2 separate regions of the Bicyclus anynana genome follow, and region 1 is linked to region 2. Evidence: chromatin contacts called from public Hi-C data. All regions are on one chromosome and are shown on one strand. Each heading gives the region's core, a stretch centred on a gene start, on an enhancer-like site or on the middle of the called end of the contact. The rest is flanking DNA. Distances are from core to core; before and after follow the strand shown. Region 1 overlaps LOC112046338 (failed axon connections). Region 2 holds the start of LOC112046338 (failed axon connections).

The links. A called contact is a pair of places that touch in the nucleus more often than the background predicts.
Region 1: a Hi-C map of whole larva shows a contact between it and region 2, with 7 times the contacts expected there. The contact joins the enhancer-like site here to the promoter of LOC112046338 in region 2. A contact is called at or near these places in 2 of 2 Hi-C or Micro-C datasets (whole body and whole larva).

Annotation. Positions count from the first base shown.
Region 1 is chrZ:16,529,886-16,537,347 of ilBicAnyn1.1, forward strand. LOC112046338 (failed axon connections) reads left to right here. Exons shown (of 6, transcript XM_024082957.2): 5 at 4,864-5,127; 6 at 5,963-7,462. The coding sequence ends at 6,049. Among protein-coding and RNA genes, the nearest start is that of LOC112046342, 11 kb to the right of the region's middle. Within about 2 kb of position 3,411, at least 1 of the 8 cell types and tissues checked has open chromatin away from gene starts, as enhancers often do.
Region 2 is chrZ:16,475,602-16,483,255 of ilBicAnyn1.1, forward strand. It overlaps LOC112046338 (failed axon connections), which reads left to right and starts at 6,293. Exons shown (of 6, transcript XM_024082957.2): 1 at 6,293-6,801. The coding sequence starts at 6,505. LOC112046357 (mediator of RNA polymerase II transcription subunit 23) reads left to right here. Exons shown (of 18, transcript XM_024082984.2): 18 at 1-3,384.

The DNA of each region.
Region 1 (7,462 bases), core at 2,161-4,660, 51 kb after region 2:
AAGACAAAATTCCTTCGTCAAAGCGCCTTCATTAAATGAGATATGTCTGGTTATGACAGGCTCATAATATAAATATATAAAAAATCTATACAGTATCAAAGGTTTAGAGCGTCAACAGCTCAATGGTAAGAGTGATCACTCATCACAGGGGTGGTGGTTCGATCCCCACTCTGTTGAACTATTCCATTCCTAACTTTTCCCTGACTAGCTGGAGGGGAATAGAAATATTGATTATCTTTAAAAAAAAATTGGCTCCTTTGTTCCATCCATTAGCCGACCCCGCTAGAGTTTTAAATCAACTGACACTTTAACAATGAAAGCTCAAAGAATATCTTCCAGGGGAAACCCTATACCGATGAGTTGATGACAATACCTCTTTGACCTGGATAGCCTTTATGTCTTACGGTGTTTAGTAACTGTAACAAAGCGATTCTTTGTAGGGTTATCTATACTAATATTATAAAGCTGAAGAGTTTGTTTGTTTGTTTGTTTGTTTGTTTGTTTGTTTGATTGAACGCGCTAATCTCAGGAACTACTGGTCCGATTTGAAAAATTCCTTCACTGTTAGATAGCCCATTTATCGAGGAAGGCCATATATTAGGCCATATATTATAAGGCCATATATTATCCCCGTATTCGTACGGGAACGGGAACCACGCGGGTGAAACCGCGCGGCGTCAGCTAGTTATCAAATAACCATTAGATGCGGCGTCGCACGGGTAGCAGAATCTTTATCTATTTATTTTTATTTATTCTTCGTTCCCTTGGATTTTCTAATAGTATTTGATTAAGATTGAACACAATCATTATCATAATCAACAACCCATATTCGACTCACGGTTGAGCTCGAGTCTCCTCTCAGCCTATAAAATATAGCCTATATAGCCTTCCTCGATAAATTGGATATCTAACACTGAAAGAATTTTTCAAATCGGATCAGTAGTTTCTGAGATTAGCGCGTTCAATCAAACCAAGCTCTCTTCAGCTTTATAATATTAGTATAGATTAAACATACATATAATATCATGATTACGTTTCAATAAAGAAAGCTGTTGAAAGCTGAGTTTCGTTCGAGAATCGTATAAAAGCAGGGATTATGATACATTAATTCGCCTAATTTCACCCCTTTGTATGCCTGAAATTTCTGCTACCGTCAGTCCGCTTCGTAACTCAAAACTTTACAAATAGAATGGAGCGTCGCTACTCGCCGTCTAAGCCGTAAATAGAGATCGATTGTGCGGCGCCAAAGACTCATTATTTACTGCCCGGCAACTGGTTGTCTGGGCGTGCCGGAGGGTCGTGAACTTACAACCTTTACGTCCTCTCTTACTTGTCATTATATTTTTATGTGCCTCTCCTTCGTTCGTTCGTTATCAACCCATATTCGGCTCACTGCTGAGCTCGAGTCTCCTCTCAGAATGAGAGGGGTTAGGCCAATAGTCCACCACGCTGGCCCAATGCGGATTGGCAAACTGCACACACGCGGAGAATTAAGAATATTCTCTTGTAAGCAGAATTTCTCACGATGTTTTCCTTTACCGTTAGAGACACGTGATATTTAATTTCTTAAAATGCACACAACTGAAAAGTTGGAGGTGCACGCCCCGGACCGGATTCGATCCCACACCCTGAGGAATCGGAGGTAGAGGTCATATCCACTGGGCTGTCACGGCTCCACTTCGTTAAGATCACTTTATTTTAAAGAATATTTGCCATATCAGTAGCATTCAAATATAAATACTAGTGGACGCCCACGTCTTTGTCTGCCCTTAGACTTCTTTAATCCGGCCTGTCGCAAAATGTTATCAACTAACTGTAATCTACTTCCCTTTCAAATTTCATCTTTTGTACGTCGAGCGGTTTTCAATATTTCGTGATGTTCGTTCGTGAGTGACCTTTCGTTTTCATGTATTTATATTATTGGTCATATTTAAAATAGAATTTTAATTCTGTAAAAAAGTGTAATTGTAGAGTTAATAGAGCTCCGGACCGGATTAAAACCCACACCCTCCGGAATCGGAGGCAGATGTCACATCCACTGGGCACACAGCACTTTTTTTTTTTGGCTGGTGGTAGGCTTCGGCCGTGGCTAGTTACCACCCTACCGGCAAAGACGTGCCGCCAAGCGATTTAGCGTTCCGGTACGATGCCGTGTAGAAACCGAAAGGGGTGTGGATTTTCATCCTCCTTCTAACAAGTTAGCCCGCTTCCATCTGAGACTGCATCATCACTTACCGTCATAGATTGTAGTCAATGGCTAACTTGTAAAGAATAATAAAAAAAACATACATTCACATAATTACGTAATACTAACGGACCCGGTCAAGCTTCGCTTTGACTTGCACAGCACTTCTTCCCTAAGTATAAGAATGTTCTGTAGCCGGAACCTATTACATTTGGTAAAATAGATAATAGAAAGAATTGCTAAATGTTTCCGCTTACAGTTGTGAGGAAAGCGTGTAAAACAGATTTTTTTGTACTTCGGCTTGCAGTAATTATATTACCAGTATTTATTCTGGTATTTTTGTTGCCCTAAACGTTTCCCCATAAATTGAAAGATCATACTTCGGGGAGGCACTCAACAACATGCAAGGGTTATCCTCAAATTCATTTATATCAATTAGGCTTACTTTACAAGCACAAAGTCAAGTTATGTTATGATTTGGTGGTAATTTAGTCGAAAACTTAAAATTAAAGTAACGAGGGTTCCAAACGCGCCTCGGTCAGGGAAGGACCCACAACCAGCCAAGGTTTATTTTTTTGTTTACCTCTCTTGGGTTAATTTTCCGCGCTTTAATAAATTCATCCTCCCTCCCCTGGACTCCCCTAAAAATAGTAGCCTGTTTACTTTTGACATATAAATAGTATTATAATAAGCGATTAAAATATTAATTGCCGGTTTCTGATAAGTGTCTGATAGCTAATTTTGTCTCTGTCATCAATATATATAATAATATAAACTTGAAGTGTTTGTCTGTGATTTCAAAATAATTGTTTCTGCAATTGCAGCTATTTTAACGGCACTAAATCACCTTTTTTAAAATGTTTGTCTGACTGTCTGTCTGTTTGTCCGGGCTAATCTCTAAAACGGCTGAACCGATTTTATATGTTACTTTTTATTCCGGAAAAATACACGATTCCCGCGCGAAAAACTGAATTTCACGCGTACGAAGTAGCGGGCGTAGCGGACGGCGTACTTCACATAAAATTACTTATGGTTAGACTCTGACCGCTCAGATTGCGTTTCTGACTGGTCGCGATCGAATATGGGTGATGTACACGTGAGAAAGAGAGAGAGAGAGACAAAATATGAGGCCTTTGTAATTGAATATGTTTGTCCTATTCTCACGACCTGTCAGAAATGCGCGGCGGGACTTTAGCAGGCGGTAAAACCGGATCCAAAAATAGAATTTAAAATGAGTGGTTATGTCCAAAATAATTCATGTGGGGTGGGTAGTTCGATACGATTGACATGACATTAACGCGTCAATAGTTTATCGTGCATTGTGGCGTACCATTTAGTACTGACCCGGTATCGTTTCATTTTTCATGCGTTAAGCGATTCAGTATGGCGTTGTACCTAATGATTCGGACTCGTGTAATTACATGCTTTCAAATGTTAGAGTTTAAATTACCCTTGTCCAAATCTATTTTCAATGAAACGAACCGATGCTAGCGACGTTTTAAACAAGCAATTATTTAATTTATAATGTCTTTTCGTTCGAAACAGTCATTCGTTCTATTTGTCACATCGTGTTGATTATAGTGCTGGTGCATGGCTCACCTAAGCACCAGTAGCGTGACAATGCAAATAATGGCACTAATGAAGATGGAATAGTCGTTCGATTTGTATTGCTACAACTACTACTGCTAAAAATGGCGTCTGAGGAACTAGAAGTTCTTTCGTATTAGAAGTTTAAGTTTTAAACTCATAGCCCGAAGATCCGGAACTATAGGATTTCAAAATGGGGCTCATTGAACAAACAAATTATCGGCATAATTATTATTTTTTTTTCAATTTTAGTTCAGGTTTTAGCCGCGGGACTTGTTTCATGGCGCGGAGTCTAGTTCTTTTGTACACATGTCTTCCTACACCCGTTCCAACCAATGCCAATCATGCCAATCGTTTTGTCTACCACTCTTTCTCTAACATATACTATTTTATTTTGGGCAGGGCCTTAGGTCTTAATCTTTGAGATTTAATTTTCCTTCGGTTGGTGTTCTAATACTAACTTCCATTTTGACGAGCTCAGTTGGTAGTGCTGTGACTCACAATAGAGAGGTACTGGGTTCAATTTCCAGCGGGCGTAGAATAATTATACTTGTGAATCTTCATTCTTCATCTTCGACTAAATTATCACCTAACATCAGGTGTGATCACAGTGAAGGGCTAATTTGTCATAGAATAAAAAAAAAAACATTATATGCGGGATGCTCCTTACATAGATAACTAGCGGACGCGACTTCGTCCGCGTGGAATTTAGTTTTTCACAAATTCCTCGGGAACCATAGATTTTTTCGGGATAAAAAGTAGTCTATGTGTTAATCTAGGCTATAATATATCTTATTACCAAATTTCAGCTAATTCGGTTCAGTAGTTGAGGCGTGAAAGAGTAACAAACATTCATATAATTAAAATCATCAGTTTTTGCAAATCTCGGGAAACCATGGATTTTTTCGGGATAAAAAGTAGCCAGCCTATTGTTAATCCAGAGTAAAATCTATTTCCATTCCAAATTTTAGCCAATCGCTTTAGTAGTAGCGGCGTTATAGACCAACATCCAAACATACACCCAAACATCCATATAAATTTTCGCGTTTATAATATTAGTAGGATAATAAAGTGATCGTTTCTATCAACAGCTGGATGTAGTCGCTTTCGCGAACCTCGCGCAGCTGCACTTCATCGATAAGGATGTGCAGCACGCACTGCGCGATTCTTTGAACGAGTCGTTCCCGAATCTCGTCGGTCTGGTGTCGCGCCTCAAGGAGCGTGCGTTCCCGGACTGGGAGGAGCTCTGCGCCCCTGAGGTGCCTCCGCCGCCGGCGAAGAAGGAGAAGGAGGTCAAGGAGGGCACAGGGCCTGCTGAGAAACAACCGCTCCCGGAGGACGCTGAGAAGGGAAAGGTAATATACATCACACTAACATTTTTCAAGGCTTTGTTTGTTTTTATTTGTTTGCAATACTGCCAATCAGTTACTTAGCCTACCTTATATTAATACCAATAAACGAGAACAAAATATTAATATATAAAATAATAATGTATTTATTGAGCATCTTGGTATAACATTCAAATAATGAATCACTACAACGATTTTCATCGTATTTTCGTTTTTCTGATATTGCATTACTAGCGGTGCCGGTCAAGATTCGCTTTGAGTTATTCTCTGCCCCTGTGCTATTCTACTCCCACCTTACCTCTACCCGACCCTATCCCTACCCAACCCTACCCCTACCCTTTTTTAATATTTAGGCATATGCTGTAGCGACACTTTTTTGTAAAAAAATATGTTTTGCAAAGTTGTAGTAGGTATTTTATTCTAACACCAATAGTTTTTGCAGCGCACGCGATGTAAACATTACGTTACATTATTGGAGTTTTAAGAAGGATCCCTAATTTTTTTTTAATGTAATAATATTTTCTATAGCACTCGGGGATAGTGTAGCTCCCCACAGTGAAAGAATTTTTCAAATCGGTTCTGTAGATTCGGAGCCTATTCAATACGTACAAACATAAAAAAAATCAAATATTTCTTCTTTATAATATTAGTAGATGACTGTTCGAAGATTTATTTTGTTGGAATATTTGTTGTTGTTTCAAAGATTTTAAAGTTGAATTTGGTCCACAAGCGAATTCATATAACATGAAACTTACATACATGACTACGATGTATTTCAGATCAGTTTTCATTTCAAACGGTGTATAGAATATGTTGAAAATTTTTGCTTTTCTCTTTATAGGGCGACGAGAAGGAGAAGGAGCCGGAAGAGAAGGAGAAGGAGAAAGAGAAGGAGAAGGAAACCGAGAAGGAGGAGAAGGAGAAGTAAGCGCGAAAATGAGCGAAATAGTGGTGTGTGGTGATGGAAACCACTTAACTTAGATTATAACATACATTAGTTAAGAGCTGGTGGTAATCAATTTAAAATGAATTCATCTTTATACTAATTACACTTAATATGGAATAAGTGTTATTTGTTTCTTTCTTGTCTTTATTTAGAATTAAAATAATTATAAGGAGAATCACCAAGTGAATGGATATTATATTATTCTGAAATCTTTAAAGTTATTGATATGTATTTATATATTATACATTTTTCAAAATGAATATTTATTGAGGTGATAAGGGATGCAAACAACCTAACTTGGCGATAAGGGAATGAAGTAAATGTTAGAACTATTATAATTATGTAAAAGTAAATTTCATGAAATCTTGTAATTTCAGGCCACCAGCTCTATTAGTTATTTATTTTCTGTATCTTTAGCTACAAGTTGATTATAGTTTAAGTGACACTCGAATACAATTTGTATATCGTAAGAGTGTAAATCCATTTGTCTTTCCCATTCTATCATTTGACGAGATCGTCTTTACTCGTTTATGCCCATAACACAATTTTTTTCTAATAAAGTTATCCAAAATTTTATTTTGCGGTCTTTAAAAGTCCGCGTATAGACGAACAAACTAAAACTATCTTAAAAGGAAACGAAGATATATAACGAAGACAGATTACTCTTATTTTATAGTTGAGTTTAGATACTTGATTAGATCTCTATGAGAATCATTTTTATTATCATGCCTCATGGCACAAATTTGTATACTAAACTATTTTGAGCTTTGACTTTTGTGAATTCTCGAAAATCAATATTATTAATTGAATTTTAATAATAAATTGATGGCTAATTCCCGGACGAAGAAAGCACACCGCGATACGGCAAAGTGTTCGTTTCTAGGTTCTCTAAAATTGAAATTTTGTATGTTTTTATTTTTAGTGTGTCAACACGAGTTAGATCGAATAGTTACGGTGCGTCGTAGAGGATATCACAGAGGACAGTGTCATTTAATGAATGTATAACTATTTTGGGTTGTTTTCATACGAGTTGTTTCTCTTTCTTTGTCTTAATGAGTATATTTTATACATCACCTTTCATTTTATTTCATATCCATTGTGATAATCTCTCGTAGACAATTAATCTAAATAAGGACCAGTAGGAACACTACGTCTTTAATGATAAACTGCTAGAGAGAATATCGTAAATTAATGATACACTTGGATTCATTATCATTCATCTCATTATCATCCAATCACATTTTTTGCGATAAGACGGCTTTATAATTTCACGTACTACAAAAAACAATTCATGCATTACGCGCGGTATGTTAGAAATACATTATTGCAAAAAATAATAATTTACAATATTTATTAAGATGTGGGAAGACAAAGGACTCCGTCAAAACTCTCTAT
Region 2 (7,654 bases), core at 5,043-7,542:
TTAAATTACTTATGTAAGTTAATACTATTTTTATAAATAGTGTTTTATTTGTTTGGTACATGAAGCTTTGAGTGCAATCATTATTTTTCTTTTATTAAGATGACCCGATTTAAACAATAGTTCTGTAAAAAGAATGTAAAGAACTGAAGTGTACTATCATTTTAAAAACTTTTACACACATCGAGGTGTGTAAATTGGTATAAAACTAGTACTTATAGATAATTAGGTGATGTATCTACCATTTGCGTTTTATCCATTAATTACGGGACACGCTGTATAGTCTTTAGCACAATCAAGTTGTGTTGTTGTAATTTGTTATAGCTAAAGTATATGAATTCAAACTTCATATGAATTCAAACTTCATAGCCCTCTAACATCTTGTTAAGATTAATACAGCGGAGTTTACCTAAAAGCAATAAATGATACAAATAATATTTGCCTAGTGCAAGATAGATGGTGTCTATTGACAGGAAATTATTTTGGTAAAAGTAAACCTATGGATGTAATCGGTTGTTGGTATCAATGTATGCCGAAGTAGCGGATATAATATTTTTCGATAATTATAAATAGTGTTACAAGATGTATACATAAATAATAACAATATATATAGTTGGTGTCACATAAATAGAGCGACAATCGACCTGTGTGTGTTTACTTACATTTACACTGTTGTAAATTAATTTTCTCTCATTAATTTATTCTATAAGTATCAACACTGCACTTTCTAAGTGTTAATCGCTTTATGATTAATAGAAACTCTATGAAATATCTTATCAGTTTGATACAACACAATCAATTTTATTTTTAAGTTTTATTTTACGTTACTTTTTTTACAATTTTTTATTTTATTTAAATTGTTTTTAGTTATGGATAATACTAAAGACTTTAGCGTAATAAAAGTTATCGTACTGTATTCTATCTAGATCGGATCGAATTTTTCTTTTTTTCTAAGCTAGTTTGGTATAGTTGTATAGCTTGGCAACTTCGTTCTGGGGCGTGTAGCGATGAATGAAAACCCGATGACTGATGCATCTCACTTATCATCATCATCTTTTTACTACAGTTTATTAAGAGGGGGGTTTAGATCTTTTTGTTTGTACATATTGATATTTTGTCTTGCCAAGGCATATTCTTATACATACATACAGGATGCTCGGGAGTATTTTCCATAACTCTGGGTTATTTTCTTTACCGAAAATTAATTTAAAATGTTCAAGGAACATGTGTTTTAAAATCAATATTTTCGGAGTAAATAATATTTCTTTTGTAAATAGATCTTAAAATGTGTCCCTTATACGCATCGTTATAATGAAGCAGCAAGTTTTACGTATTTTAAAATGCAAGGATAGATAAAGGTGTGTGTTAGATGGATAGTCGGAATTATTTGAATTAGTTTGTATGAAAACATAAAACGTTATTATTTATTATTTAAAAAAATATTAGTTACGTAGTTCGGCTCCAATAAGTGGACTCGTCAACACATTTAAGTTATGGCAAATACTCCCGAGCAACCTGTAGATATTGACGGGCTGTTGTAAGTACACCACCTGTGTAACATATATTCATTCATTATTATAAAAGTCCACCTTCAAACTACTGAAATACTGAATAAGCAACGTTTTTTTTTTATTCAGATAGACTCAGGACGGAGTTTCTGAGATGTATACACGTACTAAGAAAGTAGTTTTGGTATTTGCAACTTTACAGGATATCTTCTTGATGAGGAATTTTGTATAAAATTATTTTCTTCGAAGTAAAAATGGTTAGTGGTTTCCATGCAGACGAACTCGAAGGCGTATGTTAGTGCTTTACATATAAATGATAATTGATCAAGCCCTGATGGTGGAGCGAGAAGTTTATTAATGTCAGAGAATTTTCATGATTTTCAATTTGTTTTCTTAATTTAGTTTTAAGTTACCTACATTTTATATGTGTCCTCCACTATGAAGTAAAGTGTACTTCATAAGTAAGTTTAAGATGTAAAATTAAGTACTTAGGCTAAAATGTATTTGCACATTACTCCAATAATCACAATTAACTTTCAAAAAATTGCAATAATTTTTATCACAAAATTGTTATATTACATGAGTTTGTAATATACAAATGTATATACATCACTAATGGTTGTTTTCATTTATTGTTAAGTCATGACGTACATCACGTTTAGTATGAATCAAATCAATTGTTTGTGTATATAAAACGGATTTTGGAAAATAATTTTATTTAGACAACGTGTTACTTATTTGATTAGTGCCTTACTTACTTTACCTTACTTCTTGTTGTTCTAACCAAGTTACTAATCAACTCTCCACAAACGCTAACGCTTCGAAAAGTAATTTCATGAATAGTTTATAAAACTAAATAAACACGCTTGATACCGATATCATGAGGGTGCATTTCAAATAGCCTGTCCGCCATCTTGGACGTCCGCCAAATTGGATTTAAGCCACGTGACTATTATTTTGTCGCATTCCTGACAGCAAACACTTTTATTTGATATCCATATCATGGGCGTGGATTTCAAACAGCCAGCCCGCCATCTTGGGGAGGCCGCCATAATGGATTTGTAATGAATCATTTGAATTTCTTAGCTAGTCATGTATTTTCATCAGAACTCAGAGCGTGTGCAAAATTTCATCCTAATCAAAGACCGGGAAGTGGGTCAAATTAAGATTCCAAGATTTTCTTACATACGTAGTTACAAGTGAAGCTAATATAAGCGTGTTAAAAAGTGTATGGGGATGACATTCATTGCAAATAAATTATTGATAGGTCACGTATTCAACCTATCAATCGTTTATGCCATTCCCATACACTTATATTATTAGTTTTCGTTAGCGTTTGTAGAAAGAGAATTTGAATGTGTAGCTTGACTTACAATCCATATGTTGTGATTTCTTCTCCAGACTGAAGCGTTTGGAACCAATATAGCTTTAATTTTAATTTATCAGTAATATTTTACAATAATTTAAAAATAATAACAAATGTTTGGATTTTAGAACAAAGTTGAAATAATATAACATTGAACAAATAAATTTAAACTTTGTTAGTAATTGGACTAAGAAACCTTTGTAATTTACATAATACATTTTGTAACGGTGATATATTATACTGTTATATTTATTAAACATATTCGCTATATTAATGTATGAAGATGACATTTTCAGTAATGACTGCATTTAAAACGCCTTCTCTGTTTTTTCACAGCAGTTTGAGTATAATTCATATTTTGTAACAGGTTGTGTAGAATTCAGTATTGTTTTGTGCAAAATTATAATTAATGAATTACATTTTATATAAAGAATACATGAGTTGTATATTATTTTGTTTTTATTATAAGTCCAGTATTGTTATAAGATACTTAATAAATACAATTATACATCACTTAAATCTTTAATTCTGCTACCTATGTTTAAATAGCTCAACGGTAAGAGTGGTCGAATTCATCACCGATGGGTGGAGGTTCGATCCCAGCCCCGTTGGTCTATTGTCGTACCCATTCCTAATACAGTCTTTCCCGACTAGTTGGAGGGAAATGGGAATATTGGCCATATTAAAAAGATATGACAAATATTCCAATTTAAAAAAAAAAGTTACTTAACTGGCCCTAAACATGCACAAATGAATGAATGCAAGATCTCCTAATCAGTGGACGTTGTTGACATTGGCAATAATCGTCACGTATAACTCATGCGCATTAACCTGACCTGGCTACCAAGCACAACCAAACAAACACAGTACAAACATCATTCGAACCAGGTGTCAAGGTTGTCCGCAAGAGCTGTAAGGAAAAATCGTCACAACCACTCACCGAAGTTTCCCTCTCTTTTTACTTGTGTGGGTGAGTATCGTCAATCGAACAAAGATAAAAGAAAGTTCACATTTTCAACTAACAGCAATACACTTATACAATGTATATATCTATATATATAAAAATTAATTGCTGTTCCTTAGTCTCGCTAAAACTCGAGAACGTATAACGGATTTATCTTATTTTCGTCTTGAAATGTTCGTGGAGTTAAAGGGATGGTTTGAAGGTGAGATAAATTAGATTAATTAGAATAAAATTTTTGCCACTATCGGATGCCTTAGACGTTGGAAGAATTTTCTTCCTATTAAAACAAAAATTTCCTTAGCGCATTCTCTTATTCTTCCACTCTTAGACTATGCCGACTCTTCCTATCCTGACTTGTCTGAAGAACAGCTCAACAAACTTGAGCGTCTTCAGAATATGTGTATTAGATTCATCTTCTGTTTACGCAAGTTTGATCACATATCTGAATATCGTGCTCGTCTGAAATGGCTTCCTATCAGACAACGTCGTAAACTGCATATTCTGTCTCTTTTATACTCCATCCTTTATCATCCTTGCACTCCTTCTTATTTAAAACAGAAATTTTCTTTTCATGGCTCAAATACTGAGCGCCAAAATTTGAGAGCTTGTACAAACAGTCGGTTGCATGTTCCTCCTAGCCACACTAAGTTCTATAATAAGTCATTTACACGTACATCAATTATTCTCTGGAATGGTCTTCCTTATGAAATACGTAATTCAAAGACACTGGGAACTTTTAAAAGTCGTTTATTCAAATATTACCTGTATAGTTGTAATTCGTAGTTTCTTTATAATTATTACTCAGGTATATTTATATATTTATTTTATTATATATTTATTTATTTATTTTATTATATATTATGTATATTTTATATTTATACATGTATTATATATAAATATACTATTTTAATTATTATATATATATATTTTTTTGTTGCACTATCCCGCATTTAATTACATTAATTCCTTTATCCAAAGGTTGTCTGGTAGATATTGCTATAAGCAATAAGACCGCCTTTGCACATACTTGTTTTCTATGTTTTCTTTTGTTTTCTTTGTTATTGTTTTTGTTTTGTGCAATAAAGTATAAATAAATAAAATAAAATAAATAATTGCCAGGAAAACTATAAAATCAACCCTTTTTTATTTCCCATACAAACGTTTAAGGGTCAAGGGATAGGGAGGGGTAAAGTAGGGGTTGTAGGGGTAGAGTAGTGTAGAGTAGGGATAGAAAAAGTGCACATAAGTCAAAGCGAAGCTTGACCGGGTCCGCTATAATATATAAAATTCTTGGTGTTTGTTACCAAACTCCTTCGAAATGGCTGATCGATTTTTATGAAATTTTGTGAGCAAATAAGGTAGCTCTGAGAATCGGCCAGGATAAGGTCAATCCCTTTACGGCCAGGATAAGCATTTTTTTTTAATTTAATCATGTTGTGGCAATTAAAGTTATTACAACCCTAAATTTTGATTCGTCTACCATTGACCTGTATTATTTACCAGCGATAACGTTTGCTGGGTCATCTAGCAATATGATATTACAATAAGAATCTATTTCTATCCTAATATGTATTAAATTAAATCACCATCAATCAATCAATCATCGTAGGGGATACGTTCTTGGGTGACAAAATGAAAAAATCAAATATATAAAAAAATAATTGACTAAGTTTAGTAATTTGTACTTGCTCGACAGTTTTAAAAGCTTCTTTAATTCAGATTGATATTCAGTAGTGGACAGATCATAGATAAAGCTTAGCTTAATACCAATGAAGAACAAAATCATTATTTATGGAAAATACCCTAATACTAAGAAGTTCACCATTGTTTTATTAAAATAAATGATTTATATGTACTTAATATCTTGGTAAATTACTACAACAATAATTTTGTATAGGCATTTTATGTCCTGACTCATGAAAAAACTAAAAACTAATGTAAGTACTAATTAATTCAAGATTTTGTGAAAATCCCAACCTCTTGAATACAAATATGTTCTTTAAACCTAATAGCTACCTTTTAAAGCCTGCTTTCTGTACTTATAAGGGGCATAAGCTGACAAACTCTCAGTTTTTAAAAAATCTATCTATCTGGCTATCGCATTTTTTTCTATAAAATGATAGTACGTAGCTTATTTCTGTTAATATTGGGATTCCGGCTTGTAACAAAAAATAGCAGGTCTAGCCACAGTATCAGGAACCATGTCAATATGAAATTCTTGAATGTTCCCGCTATCAATGTTTGTTCCGGTCAGTTTAGATACTCTCCTATCATAAGCAACATAATGAGTTCCTAAAATTGAAGCGCATACTATATAAATTACTTAATGTTACAATGTAAGTTTCGTTTTATAGTTCCAAGTACTAAACAGTCAAATAAGCGTTTGATGCAAACCAAAACCATTCTCGGAAAGAGCCGCCATTTTGTAGAACGGTGTGGCTTGATTCGCGACATTGAATAGCGTTGCAGGCGTTGCTGAGCAACGGACCAGTTATATTCACTCTGCGTCCGCTCTCAGTTCACTATCTGTGGCGGGCCCTCGCGGTAGTCAGTAAAAGTTGCTAATGCGCTCTGAGTAGCGGCGGTGAATTAAAATTTGTATTAGACGCGTTTTATTTGTGCGTGAACTATTAAAACTTTGAAAGACTTGCGTGGTATATTCGTGCACAATGGCTACCGAGGTAATAAATACTGTACCGGAGGCTGAGAAGGAGCAAAAAGACGACACGGCGGCGGACAACGGGCAGACAAAAGAGGAAACGCCGGCCGCGGGAGAAAAGACCGAAGAAAAGGTGGAAGAGAAAAAGGCCGAGCCGGCTGCACCGAAGCCGAATGTGCACAAAATTAATTTTGAGCAAGATCTGGTATATTTGTACCAATTCTCACGGACGCCTTTGTTGCCGTCCACTTCTCCCTACTGCTTGAAAGTTGAAACATGGCTGCGCCTTGCTGGCATCAAATACGAAGTAAGTGCTTGTTTGTTGTACCACTGCACACTTCATGACAATTTCACGTATATTTATTCATTTCATTATTTATTTCGCTTGCGTGTCTATTGATCGTTCCTAAGTTCCATGTTTGAATGAAGGCAGTTTATATTTTGTTTGAAGTTTTAACTCGCGGCGTTTCGGTATTCGCGTTAAACAAAAGAAATACGAATTATAAACTAACTAACCGTAAGTAGTATAAAAAACATTGCTATTTTAAGCTCATGTTCTTTCATGGAATGTAATGTTTTGCACGTTTTCATTCGGATTTTTTTCAGGAAGTTTTACCCGCCGCTGCCGCTGCGAATTAGCCTATGCGAATGAAACTGAATGAAACATAATACACGTACTTTCGACAAATATTTTTATAACCCTAGGCTTTTTAAAACAATCTGTGGTATGAAATTTTAAAGACTCCTCAAAGAGCTGTAATATTTATATTTTCACAATAATTTAAACCTGTTTTTTTAATAAATCCTTTTTAATCTAACAGTACTGCACGCCCGCGACTTCGTCTAAATGAAATTCAGTTTTTTACAAATCCACGGATTTTTTCGGGATATATAGTAGCTAGTAGCAAGTCCCATTAAAATCGGTTTAGCCGTTCCAAAGATTAGTCCAACAAACAGAAAGACAGACAGAAAATATTATAAAAACTAGTTTGCGAAAGTAGCTATCTTGAAATCTCTATGTACCTATCTTTAGCTCATTCTATAGCATTTACCATTCATTCTTAAATACTTGGACTTTTAAATACTCTTTGTAATTAATAAATGGTACCTATTTAAAAAAAAAAACACAAATCTTATCTGAAATCCAGATTATTTAAAAT